Regions from separate parts of the Ovis aries genome. Here regions 2 and 3 are each linked to region 1. A link is a contact called in public Hi-C data. All regions are on one chromosome and are shown on one strand. The core of a region is the stretch at or near the end of the contact, and the rest is flanking DNA. Distances in the headings are between cores, read along the strand shown.

What was found. A called contact is a pair of places that touch in the nucleus more often than the background predicts.
Region 2: a Hi-C map of muscle shows a contact between it and region 1, with 4 times the contacts expected there. The contact joins the promoter of ACAT1 here to the promoter of CUL5 in region 1. A contact is called at or near these places in 4 of 16 Hi-C or Micro-C datasets (blood, hypothalamus and muscle).
Region 3: a Hi-C map of tail adipose tissue shows a contact between it and region 1, with 2.2 times the contacts expected there. The contact joins the promoter of LOC101104855 here to the promoter of CUL5 in region 1. A contact is called at or near these places in 4 of 16 Hi-C or Micro-C datasets (blood, liver, muscle and 1 more).

What each region holds. Positions count from the first base shown.
Region 1 is chr15:17,272,000-17,275,268 of ARS-UI_Ramb_v3.0, reverse strand. CUL5 (cullin 5) reads right to left here and starts at 1,566. Exons shown (of 18, transcript XM_042232882.2): 1 at 1,114-1,566.
Region 2 is chr15:17,411,240-17,414,613 of ARS-UI_Ramb_v3.0, reverse strand. ACAT1 (acetyl-CoA acetyltransferase 1) reads right to left here and starts at 1,915. Exons shown (of 12, transcript XM_027979167.3): 1 at 1,775-1,915. The coding sequence starts at 1,846.
Region 3 is chr15:17,516,423-17,519,616 of ARS-UI_Ramb_v3.0, reverse strand. It overlaps LOC101104855 (protein NPAT), which reads left to right and starts at 1,413. Exons shown (of 17, transcript XM_060399691.1): 1 at 1,413-1,548. The coding sequence starts at 1,512. ATM (ATM serine/threonine kinase) reads right to left here and starts at 1,167. Exons shown (of 64, transcript XM_060399690.1): 1 at 1,054-1,167; 2 at 708-844.

The sequences.
Region 1 (3,269 bases), core at 317-2,816:
CCTCTATCCATGGAATTCTCCAGGCAAGAACACTGGAGTGGGTTGCCATTCCCTTCTCCAAAAGAAGACACACTGCCTCTAAAATTAGTAAAATTAGAGGGACTAATACAGTTAGTATCAGTAGTCTAAAGAAGACAAGAGTGAGGTTACAGTAAGTTTTAATATATTTTCTATTCTCTATCAACACTGTCTGAAGGCCTAATTGACAGGGTTTTTGAGGGAGAAGTAGTTCATCCACTACCCCCATTTCAGTAGTACTTTTAAGGTATAAAGTATTGCCTACTACAAACATACCACAGACGAAACTAGTGTCAGGTCTTCCTCCTTCTCCTCTCAACTTTGTAACTGATGGTAAAGAATCCGCTTCTCTAGGCCTAGATCCCCCTTGCTATCCCAAATACATAAAACTAACTTTAACGGTTGTCTTTGATAAGGCAACTTTCCTAAGCCCTAAGACAACGGCAGTGCTTCCACTGTAGTCATCTGGTTGCGTGCTGTAATGGGGTTGAGGAACAGTTTCCTAAGTTAAAAAGGGTAAACATACGAACTCAAGAAAGGAAGAACAGAAGAGAAGGTGTAGCCCGCAGTTAAGGGAGGGAGTTGGGGCTTCAGGCGCTGCCGTCTGACTTGGAATTCCGCGCAGACAGAATGAGAAGAGAAACTGAGGAGGTGGGGATCCAAGTCATTAAAACCTGTTAGCAACATTTTCTGGGATTTTCTTTTCTTTTTTTTTTTTTTAATGCGTCTCAAGACTCCCGCTTCAGAAGAAACTGAGACCCTAAGGACACTAACTGACCGATCCGTCAGGACGCTGCACCACCTTTCTTCCGGGGTCCCGAGCCAGCGCTGGCCCCTTGAGACCACTGCCCGCCGTCGGCCCTCGGCCGGGCCTTTCATACACCAGGCAACCGGCACCAGGGACAACCAGGGCCTCTCGACCCCAAGGCCGGAGAATCGCGTTCCACTCCTCGGCGGCTGCCTCCCTGGCTTCCCTTCCGGTAGACAACCCCTGAACACTCCCCCATTTCGCCGCTGAACCAGAACCGAGCCATTCCCCGAGAGCTGAACCCACCGCTCCCGGAGTAGAAATCCAAGACGGACTGAGGGTCTTACCTTTAACAGATTAGACGTCGCCATATTCCTTCAACTTAGACTCTCGCGAGACCGCGCGAGATTTCGTGGAGCTCCGTGCCAGGCCACTACTGCAGGCCCGAGTGTCCCACCTGGGCCGAGGGGCCCCCCGGCCCGCACTGTGGATGTGGTGGGCGCCGGCGTGCACACAGCGCTGACCTCGTCCCTCACTCCCGGAGCTTCCTCGCTCTTCCCTCCCTACATGGTCACCGGGGCCTCCCCGTACGAGAGAGCTCATGCAAACACTCGGGGAGACGGCAGCGGCGAAAGGTGAGAGGGAACAGGAGCCGACCTGAAATCGGAAGAGGAAGCATCGGCTCCACGAGCCTCCCCACTCCTTCAGATGAGCCTCTGTGGTGGCACCCGCAGAGGCCACTGGCAACGAATTTAGCTCGGTTTGGGACCGGCCGCTCTGGTTCGGCGGCCGCGTCACGTGACGCGGCAGGCGGGGCCGCGCTCGGGAGCGAGCGTGGGAGCCTGAAAGCGTCGTGGGCCCAGAACACGCCGCGAGGGCGAGGGGACGCCCTCTGCTGGCAGGAGTATGTGTCTTCCACCGCCGCGTGCTGTGGGGAGGTTACGAAAAAGACGTTATCCTGAGTGAAATGCTTGTAATAGCTGTTTTCAAGAACTGGCGCATAGAAGGGCCCCAAGAAATATTTGTTTGCATGAATCAATGAATCCATGCACGAACGTGTTAACTATTAATATTTCTACTCAAGAGGGCCTGGCACTGAAATAACCTCTAAGAGGTTGATCAGGTATACCAGCACATCCTATACCCTAAGACCCCTACGCTTTATCACTTCAGACCTCAAACCACTGGCCAAATAAAGGGAATATAATTTATATGTAGAATCTACAATATACCTGTGTGTGCTTTTGAACTGTGGCATTGGAGAAGACTCTTGAGAGTCCCTTGGACTGCAAGGAGATCCAACCAGTCCATTCTAAAGGAGATCAGCCCTGGGTGTTCTTTGGAAGGAATGATGCTAAAGCTGAAACCCCAGTACTTTGGCCACCTCATGTGAAGAGTTGACTCACTGTAAAAGACTCTGATGCTGGGAGGGATTGGGGGCAGGAGGAAAAGGGGATGACAGAGGATGAGATGGCTGGATGGCCTCACCGACTGGATGGACGTGATTTTGAGTGAACTCCAGGAGTTGGTGATGGACAGGGAGGCCTGGCGTGCTGCAATTCACAGGGTCGCAAAGAGTCGGACACAACTGAGCGACTGAACTGAATTGAACAATATACCCAGTATTGTATTCTACACATTTCCGAACTGTTCATTCATACATAAAATGTGAGAAATAAGTTAGAGCTATAGAGTCCCTTGGACTGCAAGATCCAACCAGTCCATTCTGAAGGAGATCAACCCTGGGATTTCTTTGGAAGGAATGATGCTAAAGCTGAAACTCCAGTACTTTGGCCACCTCATGAGAAGAGTTGACTCATTGGAAAAGACTCTGATGCTGGGAGGGATTGGGGGCAGGAGGAGAAGGGGACGACAGAGGATGAGATGGCTGGATGGCATCACGGACTCGATGGGCGTGAGTCTGAGTGAACTCCAGGAGATGGTGATGAACAGGGAGGCCTGGCGTGCTGTGATTCATGGGGTCGCAAAGAGTCAGACACGACTGAGCGACTGAACTGAACTGAATAGAGTAAAATAAAGCAGAGAAGAGGAATGCAGTTTTAAACAGAGGGATCCAAGTAGATCTCACTGAGAAGATGGCATTTGAGCAAAAAGACTTGAAAGCGGTGAAGGAGAATGCCAGGACATATTTGGGAGGACAGCAATGGGGGGAGCACAGGTGGCAAGTTGCCCAGAGTTTCAGAGGAACAGTTAGTTAGAAGGTTAGTGTGTTTAGAGAGAGAGTAAGAAGAGCAGAAGGCCTTTTCGGGCCTTGTAGACCACAGCAAAGACTGGCTCTTATTCTCAGTGAGATGGGCAATCATTGCAGGTTTCTGAACAGAGGAGTGGTATGATCAGACTCCCATTTCAACGTGATTGGTCTGACTACTCTGTGGTGAATCCAATGAGAAGGGGATTTAGAAAGCTTTTGTATTTCATTAGATCGACACAATCATGCCACCTAGGTGGCCTACATTTTACAGTGATTTATTAGAGAGTAATC
Region 2 (3,374 bases), core at 666-3,165, 140 kb before region 1:
TCCTTCGCTCTTCACCTGAAACTACCACAACATTGTTAACTGGCTATACCTCAATACAAAATAAAAAGCTTAAGGTTAAAAAAAAAAGAAAATTAACTTGGTTCAAAACAGCAAGACAGGAGTTTCAAGGAGGGAATAATCAACAGTGTCAAGAATACTGGAGTGGGTTGCCATTTCCTTCTCCAGGGGATCTTCCTGACCCAGGGATTGAACACCACGTCTCCTGCATTGCAGGCAGATTCTTCACGGACTGAACTACCAGGGAAGTCCCACAGAGTTACCAGGGAAGCCCCATTAACACTGTCAAATATAGTATAAAGAAAGGTCAAGAAGAAGAAACACAGGAAATGAAATGCACTGATACCCTTCAGTTGAGTAGTTTAGAAATCTAACTGCAGAGGTTTAAAGGGAAATGGATGTAAACAAGGGTGACAAGGAGGACTACTCTTTTGACCATAAGAAAAAAGCAATTCCAGTTGGAAAGCAAAAAACTCTAAGTCCATAAAAGTCTGTTGCCGATTAAGGGAGATCTGTGTGTTTTCGAAGGCAAACGAGAAAAAGCCAGTTAACAGGTTACAGATTACCTTTCATTCCACAAAACGGCACGGAATACTGAAAATCCTGTTAAAACAAACTGTATCTCCATGCTTCAGTATATGACCACTTAAGTAATAAATGAACACCACAACTCACACTCTATATAATCTTCATTTTTCTCATCAGCAACATTTGTGTTTGATTTTGAGCTGTTAATTAAACTAAATTAAGAAGGTTCCGCACTTCGTTTATGTTTTGTTTTTTTACAAACTTACGTACCTATTTTCACCTAATTCACCTAGTAAACTCTGGTTTGAAACTTAGGTTATGCTGACTTCTATTATCTCAGTCACCCAGGATTAATTTTAGACTTTTCCTTTTCCCTTGGTTCTTCACTCTCACTCTGCATTCGACAAGTTCTATATTTATTCTCTCACAATCTCTTGCGATTTCCCCCCACTTCAATCGTCCTAGACCTCTAACTACGACAATAACAAAAATATAAACGGTCCTCATTGACTTAAGTCAAACTCAAACTCTTAACAATAGAACTAGATTTCAAACTTTACTGCTCCAACCGAACTAGAAAAGTCACGCCTCACAACCACACCCTGAAATTCTAGACCTACTCCTTGGCTTTTGCCAGACCCTAAACCTGTGATGCGAGCTAGCTTGCTCTGATGGATGGAAAATAGTAGATTCTTCCAAGGCTGTCGCTCCTGTGTTTCCTAAGCACAACAAGCCAGAACAGAAACAAGGCTTTGGAAACCCTTGGTACGTAAGCGCTACGCATCAAGAAACCGAGAAGCTGTTTATTTTCCCTAATAGGTCTGAAGTTGCTCCGAGTTGACACATCGATTTATTATCACTCTGTAAACCCAAAATGACTACCTACGGCATCAAATTAAAACCTCTTGACAGTAACGTCCACAGATATGTTTCCAGAAACAGCTGGGAAGCAGTTTTACCGGACTTCGCTACCCGTCAGGCAAGGTCGAGACCAAGTCCCGGACCTTTCTGCGCGTCAGAACACCTGCACGCTTTGACACTAGAAACCAACGCCTACACTCCGACAGGGCCGCGGCGAATGGAAGCGCTGCCCAGGAGCCTGCGCTTCAGGACGCGAGCGCAGGGTTCGGGGCGGGGGCGGAGGTCTTCCCGAGGCCCGCACTGAGGGCTCCTTCCGGCCGCGCGGCCGCAGCCAAGGCCTCACGAAGCGAGTCCCAGCCCCTCTCACCTGCACCCGCCTCTGAAGCAGGAGGCCGCGCCCGCACGCGCCGCGCCGCAGAAGAGCCGCTAACACAGGCATGACCGCCGACTTCTGTCTCCGGCTTAGAAGGGCAAGCAGGCGCGGCGCTGCGCGGCGCGACCCCGACTCAGCTCCTTCCGCTGCACCGCCTCTTCCAATAGCAGCCTCGGACCGCGACGGCCGGCGGCCATTGGCCGGCAGCGGAGGCGGGGTCGGGCGGGGCTTGGCGCTGGAGCCTCCGAGGGGCGGAGGCGCCTGTGCAAAAGCCGCCTGACGTGGCGCTGGGTTGGTTTCCTGCCACTTCTGACTGAGGCCCCGTGGTTTATGTGTAACCTGAGCCTGTTTTTCTCACTTATACACGCAAAGCACAAAGGAAATTTATGAAAATATTTTTAAGCAATCCAGTTTAGCTTTTCACTTATGATAATTTTTCAATTGCTTAAGTAGGAGGACGAAGAGGAATAGAAAACATTAATGACTTTGAACAATTAGCTATATTAACCTTCATCAAAACTCCATAAATTACATGTTATTATCTACTCTTTAACTAATGAGATAGCTCAGATACAAAGAAGTTAATGTTTTTTTGTCCATGATTGCGTGGAAAGTGGTAGAGGTGGGGTCTGGACTGGAATAATTATGTGGTATTGCTTTCTTATACATATTTCCAGAGAATGATAATACTGTTAACTATGATTATTCTGGCTTTTGGGGAACCCATTGCTTAATTTTGGATCTTCATCTGGAGAAAGCAAAACTTTATTACTTTGTAACATTATTTTCCTTTATTATTTTTTTATATTTCTTTTGTTTTGCTGTTGTCGTTGTTGTCTGGGGTTTTTTCCCGGGGTGGTGGGGGGGGGCGTCGTGGTCTGTGCCTCTTGTGGGATCTTTGTTCACCAACCAGGGATTGAAGCCAGACGTTTAGTAGGGAAAGTGCAGAGTCCTAACCACTGGCGGACCAAGGAATTCTCTATATTTATTTTACGCAGAACATAGGGGTATCCCGAGGACTTTACTTACCACAAGGCAAACACACGTTTTTCCTAAAGTAAAATCCCCACCCTTAATTAGGTTTTGTAACAAGTGGGAGATTGTATTTTTCAAAGTTGACCACACTTAAAGTTAGGGTTGACCTGAGCCCAGCAGCACTGAAAGCCTTTTAATTGCTCAGCCTCAAGATGGAAGGAACACAGAGTTAGCAAGAGAGACATCAATGGTTTATTGGATAAGGAATCTTACTTACACCAGAAGCAAGAGGGTTCTACAGAGAAACACTCTTATGTGTGGCAGATGGCAGGTTGGCCGTGGCAAGAGTCTTCCCTGTCAGAAGAGGGAATTGTTACAAAGAAAATTGATATCAGGATGGCTCATTGGTTACCAGCAGAAGGGAAACCAGCAGAAGAGCACAACCCTCACTGCCCCTTTGATAAACCATCTTTGTGAAGTTGTTCTGATTTAAAGATTACAACAGTCAATAGCTGGGGTGGGGGCAACTATGTAGGCACTTACTGATCAGGTTCTATGATTAAGAGGCAAGATCAGTCAGGTGAGTAGGATGTAGCTGAAGCAGGGTCTGACTGTGAAG
Region 3 (3,194 bases), core at 164-2,663, 240 kb before region 1:
AGGTAGACAGGTAGTCATGAGCAGGGTGTTAAGCGGCCAAAGTTTGGCCCATAAATAAAAAGAGGGGGGAATGTGGAGCCCTATACCACGGTCACAGGATAAAAATCTCTGGAACTGACCAAGCCCCATAGCAACTGTTGCCATGACCCTCTGGATCTAAACCAGCCAGTACCCTAACCCCATAATATGTAAGATACCCACCCTACTATCCACCCTATAGCATCCTAACCAATCATCTAATGCCAGCATTCCAGTTGGAAGTTCCTCTGTCTTAAGGCTATGGAAATTGGCTGCAAGCCTGCAAAAGCGTTTGGCTCTCCCCTGAAATGGCCAGCTGTTTTAACAGCAGCTCCCACTCTAATAAATTTTATTCTCCTCTCATTCTCGGAGAAAGCAATGACACCCCACTCCAGTACTCTTGCCTGGAAAATCCCATGGATGAAGGAGCCTGGAAGGCTGCAGTCCATGGGGTAGCTGCGGGTCGGACACGACTGAGCGACTTCACTTTCACGCACTGGAGAAGGAAATGGCGACTTACTCCAGTGTTCTTGCCTGGAGAATCCCAGGGACGGGGGAGCCTGGTGGGCTGCCGTCTGTGGGGTCGCACAGAGTCGGACACGACTGAAGCGACTTAGAAGTAGCAGCCTCTCATTCTGCCTCCTGCCTCGAAATTCTTTTCCAACCCCCACACAGACCACGACACTTACCACAGGATAAAATTACCACAGGGAAGGTAGTACAGTCAGCCGACAGTCAGAATTTTGAACTGGAGAGTGATTCCAAAGCCCAAGCTGTTAATCAGGAGATGCAGTTTAAGCCTCCACAAATTGCTCGCTGATTAAAACTACTAGTTATAAGAGGGGAGAAAAAGATGATTAGTCAAGCCATCTTCTTCAGCGGCCCTACAGTTGGACTCGGCCGAAGCGGAATCTCTGTAAGCGGTGATGTCCGCAGCCTACAAGCCCGCTCAACCTGCCTCCCCCAAGGCCCGAGCCGGCTGTCCAAGCACTATCCCGGCTTTCGGATCAAACCTGGAGTGATCGTGCAGCGTACGTTTCCAAAGGAAGCACTAAGGCTGACTGGCGCCGGGGCACTGTCTGCCCACGCTGGCCAAACACGTACGCTCTACACTCCCAAGAATCGCTTTCCCAAACACAGGGCTCGTCTGAGGGAAACACGCGTGCGCCCTGTCAGCCAATGGCGTGCGGCCCTGCATCCTCCGCTCGCCCTCTAGCGCCGGCTCTGCCTCTCCGCTCCCGCCTTCCCGCCCCGCCCCCATCCAAATGTGAGGGCGGATGTGACGACAGCTCCAAGTAGAACGTAGGCGGGTTTCTTTTCGGCGCCTTTCTTTCTCCGGCGGAAGCGATTGGCTGGCGGGGAGCGAAAGAGGCGGGACAAGTTGCCGCGAGTTCAGTGCCGCCACTGGAACCGGGAGATGCGGCGCAGGGGCTGTCGCTGTGTTGGTTTTTATCCGAGTCTCGTCTCCTACGGTTCCTTCTGGGGCTTCGATCATGCTGTTACCTTCGGACGTAGCCCGGCTGGTATTGGGTAAGCGCCGGCGCGGGAGGGAGGGGTACTGGATCAGGCTAAGCCGGACGGAAGGACCTTTGGAGCCAGAGGTTTTTCCCAGGGTGGGGAAGCTTTGGGGCTTTGCCTCCCCACCTACAAGTTCAGACTGGCGGTGAATCTTCTTCAGTGGGAGGCTCGGGCAGTTTAAGTTTCTTTATGTGTGAATGCTCCTCTCTTCCGAGACTCTCTGGCGAGGGGCGGCTGAAGAGAAACTCCGGGTGGAACACCTGAGGCCCGGATTTGGAGGGAAAGTCAGGCCTGCACACTTAATTAGAATCCTGCAGGGGAGTTGCCTACGTGATGGATGGACTGCGTTTTCTTCAACCTTGCGCTCACTTTCCCGTGTCAGAGCTGGGGCCGAATAAGAAAAAATAAAAGACTTCCCCAGCCGCCCAGCTTTAGCGAAGGACCTTCCTGACGGCCTTCTCATAACTTGCCTTTAGAGCGACGAATTTGGAACAAATGAAGTGATCCTGCCTCTCTGTCCCCCCAACCTCCTGCAAGAAGTCGTAGAATGTAGAGGTTTGAAACGCCAGTTGCATACTTTTGAGACAGCAGCAATTCCTTTTTTTTTTAATTAGCAAGACTTTTCACTGGAAATGCCTTCCAGTTGAACGTTTTCTAGTCCTAGTTTTTCCTCAGTTTGAAGAGTGACACTGCCAGTTGTCAGGGTGTATTGTCTGTGCAGGAAACGGGTTTTGTTGTTTGTCGCCTGAAAGAATAAAGAGTATTGTATTAGGGGAATGAGAGCCACATAAAACTCAAAACCGGAGCCAGATTTACAGACATCATATATGAATGGTTAAATGGTAAACATTTGTTCTAAAACTTCCCTTCGTATCCAAAGGCCATTACTAACATTATTTCACTGTCAGAAAAATCCATTTCTTATTCCTTTTTAAAGTATTCTGCCCTGTCAAAAAAAAGAAAAAAGTTTTTATGCACAGACTCTTGACAGGCACATTTTGCAGGAAACTTTAGAGGGTAATGGTTCTGCCATCTGTTTTTGGAGAAAATAATCACTTAAATTTAAACTCATGTTTTGTTAATGTTTGGTTAACTTTTTGCCCACTTTATCAAAACTGAATATCAACAGTTAACCTACATCGAAGAAGAAAGCTGTCTATCCTGTAATTCTTATATTAATTAGGCTTATTTGTAAACAGATCCAAAGTAGACTTTCACAAAATTCACAATAATACTGACATACTTATTGTGGTAGCTGTCTTGTTTGCTTTGTGGGATGTTTAGCAGCATCCCTGGCTTCTATCCATTAGATGCCAGCAGGGACGCAATTCCTGCCTTCACCCAATTGTGAGAATAAGTGTCCAAATATTGCCAGTATATTTCCTGGAGGGCAAGGACTACTGGCCTTAAGAAAGCAGTACAATTTTCTAACTGGAATAATTTAAACAAACTTGTGAGAGTATTCTAGACTTCCTCCTTCTTTAAAAATGTATTTAAATTACAGTCATTGTTTCTTATCCTAAAATTCTTATTTGTCATTCACATTCCATTTTTATTGCCTCCAGTCCTAACAGTATGCGTCCCATTTCCCCTTTGGACTGTTTTCATAGTTTCTCATATAGTCTTGCAATTCATCTTATTTGTGGTTACAAAAATCT